Regions from separate parts of the Mus musculus genome. Here all the other regions are linked to region 1. A link is a contact called in public promoter capture Hi-C and targeted proximity ligation data. All regions are on one chromosome and are shown on one strand. The core of a region is the stretch at or near the end of the contact, and the rest is flanking DNA. Distances in the headings are between cores, read along the strand shown.

What was found. Promoter capture Hi-C pulls out the DNA fragments that hold promoters and counts their contacts.
Region 2: a promoter capture Hi-C map of macrophages shows a contact between it and region 1, with 7 read pairs. A contact is called at or near these places in 1 of 39 promoter capture datasets (macrophages), 6 of 484 Hi-C or Micro-C datasets (bone marrow-derived dendritic cells, bone marrow-derived macrophages, centrocytes and 3 more), 5 of 130 datasets of targeted methods (CD8 T cells, bone marrow-derived macrophages, embryonic stem cells and 1 more) and 4 of 9 other capture datasets (adipose tissue, liver, macrophages and 1 more).
Region 3: a targeted proximity ligation map of neural progenitor cells shows a contact between it and region 1, with 7 times the contacts expected there. A contact is called at or near these places in 3 of 39 promoter capture datasets (embryonic stem cells, fetal liver and macrophages), 3 of 484 Hi-C or Micro-C datasets (bone marrow-derived macrophages and nephron progenitors), 3 of 130 datasets of targeted methods (bone marrow-derived macrophages, embryonic stem cells and neural progenitor cells) and 3 of 9 other capture datasets (adipose tissue, liver and pancreatic islet).

What each region holds. Positions count from the first base shown.
Region 1 is chr19:11,264,682-11,267,683 of GRCm38.p6, forward strand. It overlaps Ms4a1 (membrane-spanning 4-domains, subfamily A, member 1), which reads right to left and starts at 1,468. Exons shown (of 7, transcript NM_007641.6): 1 at 1,367-1,468. All of the region lies in intron 1 of 4930526L06Rik (RIKEN cDNA 4930526L06 gene), which reads left to right.
Region 2 is chr19:11,312,867-11,315,868 of GRCm38.p6, forward strand. Ms4a14 (membrane-spanning 4-domains, subfamily A, member 14) reads right to left here and starts at 1,588. Exons shown (of 6, transcript NM_001377045.1): 1 at 1,330-1,588. The coding sequence starts at 1,467.
Region 3 is chr19:11,230,971-11,233,972 of GRCm38.p6, forward strand. Ms4a12 (membrane-spanning 4-domains, subfamily A, member 12) reads right to left here and starts at 1,483. Exons shown (of 7, transcript NM_001374133.1): 1 at 1,399-1,483. All of the region lies in intron 1 of 4930526L06Rik (RIKEN cDNA 4930526L06 gene), which reads left to right.

The sequences.
Region 1 (3,002 bases), core at 218-2,717:
AGTCGTGCTCTACCTGGGCTCCCCTCTCACCAACCCGCCCCACTGTCTCCAACTCTCCTTTGCTTTCTTGAGACACCCTTCTGGCTCTTCATTGCAGTCCAGCTCTGGATGACTTTCAGAGCCCGTGTTCTCAGCAGTCATGCTTGGACACGTCTCCTGTCTGCTTTGCTGAATCTGCAAAACCTTTGAGCTAGTCCTTCCCGTTTCTCTCCACGTTCTGTCAACCTCCACAAAAGGACCATCATGTTACCTCAGGCTGTTCCTTGGCTGATGGTAAGGATTTCTTCAAAGTCAATAGCCGTTCATGTTTATCACTTTTCTACAACTACTTTTATTGTAGTGTGCCATGTAACTCCTGAAACCCAGTGCCAATCCAGTAAGGGAACTGTGCAGGGGTTATCTGGTAAACCTGCCTCTTGTGATGCTGATGCTGTGAGCTCTGTCTTACACAGACCGTTAAGCTCAGCTTCCTCCTTTGGCAGGTAAATGCTCAGGATGCTTTCTATTCACAAAATGATAACCTCCACTTCATCTGACCATCAGTGAGACAAAACCATTATAAGGAAAACAGGGAAAGTCTCTCTGTCTCTGTGTCTGTCTCTCTGCTGTCTCTCTCTCTCTCTCTCCCTCTCTCTCCACCTCACCTCTACATACATACATACATGCATACTTATTTTACTGTTTAGTTTTAGGAGCACATTAGCACCTGGTTAAAGTCAATCCCTCTATCCTGTCTCTAGCACCCACTCTCACCCTTGGCTTCTTCGATCATAGACAGAAAACAGGATTTGTGCTCAGTATTCCAATGCCACACCGAAAATGCTAGATAGTAAGATTAAAACCATCTATGATGGTGCTTACATTGAAGTTTTATCTTTGGAGACAAAACTCATCGGGAGGAAGAGGAATGGGGCTAGATTCTTGTGGCCAGGATTATTTTCTAATTTGGTTTTAGGCAGTCCTAAAAAGATTCTGTGTTCTAGGTTTAATCTTCATGGTGCAGAGGACCTCAATATTGCTCCCATTTTATGGGTGAGGAAATTGAGGCATGGAGAAGTTTAGTAACTCACCCAAGGTTATGCAGCTTCTCTGTGGTAGTGCCCCAGGTTGAAGACAACATTCTAGAGACCTTTTCTCCTTGTTAGAATCCACTCACCACCCATTGCCCAGAGTCATTTTTGAGAGGGGGAGCAGTTAGGTTAGGGGTAGCCCATCCAGCCTTGAAATCACCACACTTCAGATCATGCTGCCACTTGCCAGGGACACCCCAGACTGAGAGCTGACTCTCTAGTCCCTAAAACCACTCCTTTTCATCTGGCCTTTCCTTTTATTAGAGTCACTAAAACAGAGCAGACCTAACCCTTACCTGGGTCTCCAAGGCTCCAAGGCTCCAAGGCTTAAGGGCCAAATTAGCCACTCACAGCTGAGATCAGTTGGCCTCTTCTATCTCAAGTACTTGAAGATGAGTGCGATAGACCAGACCTGGAGTGGTACCTCTGATTGACACCACGTGACAGGAAATTAGCAGCTTCTGCTACCTTGAGAATCGCTCCAATCACCTTGCTTTGCCTTACCAGGTTTCACTTCTTAAAAATTACCCTGGGGACTGCCTGGTATGCTTCATGCTACCTTAATTAGAAGAACTTCTGCAGCCCCCACCCTGTAAGCAGGTGTGGATGGTGGGTCCCTAAGGGCTGGAAAAGGGCTAGAAATTCTCCAGAGATGGGCTGTTAGAGCTTCACTTTTGGGGCTGAGTAGGTGGTGGTGGGGCACCCATGCAAAAAGTCGGAATCCCTGAGAAGGTACACTTGGGAGCACTGTATCTGTTGGTTTTTAAACAGTCCCGTCATCTGCTCATACTCAAAGCTCTAGAGGGCCATGTAAATCTCACGTCAAATTTAGCAGAAATGGCCTGAAATCTAATTTGTCTCCATAGAACAATGCACCCAGAAGTGTTAGGCAAGACTCAGCTCCCATTTCGGGTGCTGTGAACCGAGACAGCACTTTTACATATGAGCCCACCCTTCTCCTTCCTGCTTCCCTTTCTTTGCAGTATTGCTTAGAGCTGTAGTGGCTGACTTTAGTGTTAGAGCAAGCAGCAAAGTGGAAGAAGTTGGTGATGTGGGGGAAAGTCTATAAACATTTAAGAGGCAAATATTAGATTTTCTCAAGACATATCCTCTTTTCCATATACAACCTCATGCATGTTAGACTTTTTATTAATTTTTTTGTTTAAAGCTGTTTTTGTTTTGTTTTATTATTATTATTTTTATAGTCCAGTCATTACTCCCTCCCTGTCCACACTCCCACAGTTCAACATCCCATTCCTCCCGCTTGTCTTCAAGAGTATGTTCCCTCCAACCCCCACCAGGCCTCCCCACTCCCTGGGGCCTCAAGTCTCTTGAGGGTTAGACGAGTCTTCTCTCACTGAGGCCAGACCAGGCAGTTCTCTGCTGTATATGTGTCAGGGGCCTTAGATTAGCTAGTGTATGCGGCCTGGTTGGTGACTCAGTGTTTGAGTGACCTCAGAGACTGCTGGTCTTTCTATGAGGTCACCCTCTTTAACTTCTTCCAGCCTTTCCCTAATTCAACCACAGGGACCCCCGACTTCAGTCCATTGGTTGGGTATAAGTATCTGCTTCTGTCTCAGTCAGCTGCTTGTTGGGACTCTCAGAGGGCAAGCAAGCTAGGCTCCTATCTGTAAGCACATCATAGCATCAATAATAGTGTCAAGCCTTGGAGCCTCCCCTTGAGATGGATCCTAAGTTGAGCTGTCACTGAATCTCCTTTCCCTCAGTCTCTTCTCCATTTTTATCCCTGTGGTTGTTTTAGACAGGAACAATTCTGGGACAGAGGTTTGACTGTGGGATGGCAATCTCAATCCCTCCACTTGATGCCCTATTTTTCTACTGGAGGTGGATTCTACGAGTTCCCTCTCCCCACTGTTGGTCATTTCATCTAAGGTCCCTCCCTTTGAGTCCTGAGAGTCTCTCACCTCCCAG
Region 2 (3,002 bases), core at 338-2,837, 48 kb after region 1:
ATTCTATACATAGTCTCTTCCTCATACACTTTCTGTTTAGACAGGGTGGTCTCCTGTATTCAAAGCTGTCCTCAAACTCACTATGTGGTACAGGTTGACTGTGATCACCTGACTCTCCTGCATCCACCTCCCAAAGCTGGGATGGCAGGCCTTTGGCACATACTGTACTTCTCCTGTGTACTTCAGTCTTTTAGGATGGTAGTATGTAATGTGCCATATACAGGAACATCAGAAACTTTTAAGCATCATCTGCCTAGGAGTGAATACAATACTTAAGAGAATGTAAAGGCAGGAAGTAGTTGTTTATTGTACTGTCTGTGGAATGGGTACAAGAAAACTAACTGTGCATGTTCAGTACAGACAAGGTTTTTTTTTTTTTTTTTTTTTTTTTTTAAAACTCTTTTTCACTCCATGTTGATTAAGCCTGTGGTTATGCATCCTTTAGACCTAGACTCCACTGATGGAGTTTGACCTCACTTTCATTGGCTTCTTAATTCTGCATAAGGTATTGCTACATCCTGGGGTCACTTCCTCAAGAAGGTATTTAGAAAAATTATATAGTTTCCTGCTTCCCTGTGCTAGTCATCAAAGGTCAGAACTAGCTCTCCCAACCCACAAAGAAACATCCCTAGTACCTCCTTGGAGTTAGGTGAGTTATTAGATCAGCCACTCTTGAGAGTTACTTAATCCATCACCTCAGAAGCATTTCTGCATTGACAGCCGAGAGCTAACATATCTACCCAAGACATACTGTGCATTGTACTTCTAAAGAGATCTTTTGTTTCTCATTCTTTTAATCAAAATCCAGGGAAGTGGCACGTAGTGACTCTTCTCATTGGATACGATTTTCTTGCACAAAAAATTGACTTCGATGTGCTGCTTTTAAGTTTTATGAAAATTTTGTATATGTATTCAATGTATTTATCACATTTACCCTGTTACCCTCTCTTACCCTCTCCCACCCATGCTGACTCTTTCTTCTTTCCAACTCCTCTTTCATTTTCAAGTCCTTTTGGCGACTCACTGACTTTAATTAGAGGTGCTTATTTCATGGGTTTATTGGAGCATGGGCAAAACCTACCAGTAGCTACACTATTGAAGAAAATTACTGATCCACCCCCACCAGCAACCACTAGTTGTGAAGAGCTGCTCTAGGAAGGTGGAGATTTGTGAACTCCCTTCACTGTAGGAAGGATATATTGCAGAAGAAAGGCCAGGGAGACTAACTCATTCTCTGAATGTTATTTCACAAAACCACCTCTGTAGACAAACATGGAGGATTAACACCTTCTCTCCCCTCTGGATGACCCATGATAAGGCAGAACTCACCCCTAAAAGTTTTGGCTCCCCCTTAAGGAAATCCAGCAGAGAACTATGAGGTCTATATGGATAGGCAGTCAAGACAGTTTCATTTGGGTCTATAGTGATGACATGGTTCCTTCTCTTCTCCTCAGATGGTGACTCCATGATTCAGTGGAAGAGCTTTGTTAGGAGAGGAGTGAAAGGATATTGTAGCAATAATCATGATGTATTTCTTCCCTAGGGCCCCATTGAGTCCTCTACTACGGGCCCTTAGCAGTTACATAGTATTAGAACCACAGAATTCCAGTCATTGAGTCATAGAATATGAGAATTCTAGAGTGTGCCAGCCCTCTTGATTCTTACAGAGGAAACCTGGAAAGCTTACTCTATTATCTGATTGCTTGAAAAGCATATAGTAAACACAAAACTAGATAGATGGCACACACAAAAGGAGTGCCTGTGTCTGTATTTATATATATATGCATACCTATACATATAAACACATATACACATACATACATGCACACACATATATTTCACAATTATTCTCTGTTACTCTACCAGACAACTAATTATAGCTACATATACTTTAGAATTTTGTTTTTCAGGCTAATTGTTTATATTCATGTGTTTGTTGTGATTTCAACTGCCAAATCACCAAGGTAAACAATTTAATAAGGCCAAACATAATATATGCAAGTATCTTAAATATTTCCTGGACTGCAGCAATCACAAATACTAGGGTTTCTTAACTTTTGCATGTTGGTGTTTGGACTTACTACTTCTCTTGAAATTTTCATGAACTTGCTTATGAAACATAAAGGAGCTAAACCTTTGGCATATCTGGTATGCCCGAGGTCCTATACATGGTGCTTGGTTTGTTTCAATATGCATTGCAGTGGCACATTTGACAATATTCAGTGCTCAAACTGAGGAATATAAGGGCCAAACTGCCAAAGGATAAATATCAAGGGATAGGTGAAGGAGCCAGTCCTTCTGTCTCCAAAATCTGTTTTTACTGTTCAATCATACTTCCTCATTTTGCAAATGGAGTTATCTTCTTTAAAAAAAAGTTATTGTTTAACAATATGCCTTATAGTATAAAAATAAACAGTGAATTGTGACTATGTTTTCTAGCCTTTTAAGGATACAACAAACACACAAACAAGAAACATTCAAGGAAATAAATGATCCAATTATAAATGGGCAAGAGAACTAAACAGAGTTATAGAGAAATGAAAGTAGCTAAGAAATAGCTCAAAAAGTGTTCATTATTCTTAGCAATTAGGGAAATGAAAATTAAAACAACCTTGAGATTTTACCTTAATTCCAATCAGAATGACAAAGATCAAAAACATTGACAACAGATGCTGGTGAGGCTGTGGGGAAAGGGAAATCTTCATTCACTGTTGGAAATGCAAATTAGCACAACCATTCTGGAAATCAGTATGGAGAATCCTCAAGGAACTAAAAATAAATCTACCCAAAGGCCCAGCTATACCACTGCTTAGCATATGCTCAAAGGAGTTGACATCCTATCCAAAGATACTTCTCAGCCATCTTCATTGCCATCCTATTCACAATAGCCTAGAAATGGAAACAACCCAAATGCACTTCAGCAGAAATAGATAATGAAAGTATGGTACATATACAAGGTAGAATGCTGTTCAACTTTTAAGAAAAGTGAAATCATGAATTAT
Region 3 (3,002 bases), core at 233-2,732, 34 kb before region 1:
GTGAAATGGGTTGAACTTCAAAAGGTCAATGCCAAGAGCAAGGAGACAGGAGATGGGTGTATAAAGTCAGAACAAGAATTTTCCTGGGCTTTAAAAAGTATAGAATTAAATGATTGTTCTATGAGAGGGGAAGGAGAGGGAGGGACACACACACACACACACACACACACACACACACACACAGTGTGTATTTTTTGTCTCTGATAACTTTGCTAGGGAAATTTTAAGACTTCTTATCTGTGATCTAGTTTTTGAACATGGAAGTTTCACATGGAACACAGACTATTAATACCTAACTCTGTAAAACACATCTCAGGATGGATTTGTGCCCAAACTGCTGAAGTTTTAGAAAATGATTAGAAAATGACCCAGTTCTACATTTTTTGGTTCATATGAAAATGACCTAGTATGTAGATGTGGAAGTGATGCCAGGGAAACAGGATTAAGTGATCCTCCAATCAAAATGAAGATCCAAACTGATCCTTCAATCAAAATGAGGACCCAAACAGATCCTCCAGTCAAAATGAGGATCCACATAAAGGGAAGACAGTCAGCTCAGTGCTGAGTCTATTGTCATAGTTTTGTTTCTTTTCTTTTCTTCTTCTTTTTTTTTTTTAAAGGAGTTAGCACATTTTTTTCTCTTAGCAAATGATAAGCTATTTACAACCAGCTTTTTTCTGAAAAATGAGAACTAACAACCATTTTCAAGCACACAAACACATAAATAAAAACACCAAAGTTCTGGTGAATTATAAAGCATAAGGACTATAGCAATAGGAGAAAAACCAGCTGGTGAACTAATCCAAGTAAAGATGGGAAAATATGACTGTAATTTCTTACCACCTCCTTTCCACCTTTGTTTGAAAAGAAGGAAAATGATACTATTGTTTAGAATGTATTATATAGCATATAATGAAACATCACAGTGACTCATAGACACTTCCAACCGAATCATGCAGGACATATGTCTGAAAATATCATCTTTCAGCAAATATTAAAAAATGCTGACCCAGTGAAGGGTGATTTCCCAGTCTTCATTTTCCATAAAGAAGCCTCTTTAGTGAATCATATTCAGAAACTGTGTGTTTCAGTGTCTCTGTTATGCGTGGACCCTCGATCACGACACTGTCACCAAGGGTTCCTGCTTGCCGGTTACTATTCATGGAATTTCATACATGTGTATCCACTATCCTTAGCATTAGATTTACACACATGGGTATGTGTCTATAGATTCGCTTGAAGTGCCTTTAGTAGTAATTGTCTTGTTTCTCTCCGGGTTTCTCTTTCATTCGTCAACTGTCTCAATACAGATTTAAGAATTGGCTTCACCTCTCCCACCCAGAGAGTAGAATGTGGCAGCAAACCCACCCAAACAGATCAGCCCCGTTCCATACCCACCGAGAAAGGCAGGGTGGTTTCAGTGGACCTATGCAGCTTCCCAGAACCTCTGGGCTCTCTCTTTCTCAGCTATATGTTCTGCTCTGATCTTGGATATTTATCTGGGATTTATAAGTGCCTTTACTTCCTTGCTTCAAGCGAGCCTATCCTATCTTTATATAGTTCCAAAGTCCTTTCATTAAGCACTTTCACCCCATTTGTAAATTTGAGAATGCGTTGTAGTTTGTATTTATGCAGGGAAGTGTGTTCTGACTCACTTATGCTGGGAAGTGACACTTCCAGACACTTCTTGTTCCTTTCTCCAGCCCCTTAGCTTTCTGACCCTCACTAAAGCAGTGCCACACCACGTTCTAGTGCCTTTTAAACCAGACAAGTACAACTGTAAAACACAGACAATGAAGAACAGAAAGAGGAGGAGTAAAAGTGCCTGCACTCTGGACACCTGGACACTGCTACTGAGGATAATTCATCAGGATTCGCAAACTTTCGTGTGCCAGGATTCGTGTTACATACAGATGTACATGGTGTTGTAAAGACTCACCAAATTAAGGTAGATTGTGTAGGTTTTCTATACTACACCCTTTTAACTTACCATTTTATTAATACCTTTACAGGTCAATCAACCCTTATAATTCTCAATACTGTTATGTTATAATTTTGGAGGCAGTCTAACTATTCATGTTCATTTGTGTCTTAGAGGTGCAAACAAGTGTCCTAAGAACAGAGATCCAATGTATATTCTTGCCTTCAAAAGCCCCATGGCTGTCAAGTTTCACATGTGGTGAGATCCATTGAGCAAGTGGGATCAGTGTCAATTCTTTTCACACACACACACACACACACACACACACACACCACTACCACCACCACTACCACCACCACCACCACTACCACCACCACCACCACCACCACCACCACCACATGAATGGTTAGGAAAGAATGGTTTTTGAAAATATTGTTTTTATTTATTCTTTGAGAATTTCATACAATATATGCTCATATAATATATATGGAAAAGAATATTTTATTCTTTTTTTCCTTTCCCAAATCCTCTCAGGTCCCCATCACCTCCCCAACCACCCGACTTCATGTTCTTTCTCTCTCTAAAAATGGATAGCCAACCAACCAACTGTGGAGTCCAAGTAGGTCAACTACTCCTGAACATGTGGCCTGTCCTGGAGTATGGTAGATACCAAGGGCCATTCGGTTGAGGAAAACATATTTCCCTTCTCCTAGCAGCATCAATCGTGACTAGCTTCCTGGCTAGGAGTAGGACTTTTTAAAAGAGTTTGCTTTTAAATTATCTTTGTGTATTAATGGTGGTTTCCTTTCTCTTTTGGATTTGTATTTGTATGTATTTTTTCTAAAGTAGACAACATGATGCTGGAGCATTTGTGATGTTATGGACCTTAGAATGTGACAGTTTGAGTCAATGGTCCTGCTCAAAGGATGGGCATCATTAAAAGAACAAGAAATCAGAATTATTTTAGCAGGACAAAGGACTCAGGGTTGTTGTCTGAGAAGGAACCCTGTGGACACCCTGATTCATTTCAGCTGGGTAGTAAGGGAGTGAAGTGGACAATGAGCAGTGTTCTTTAAGTCTC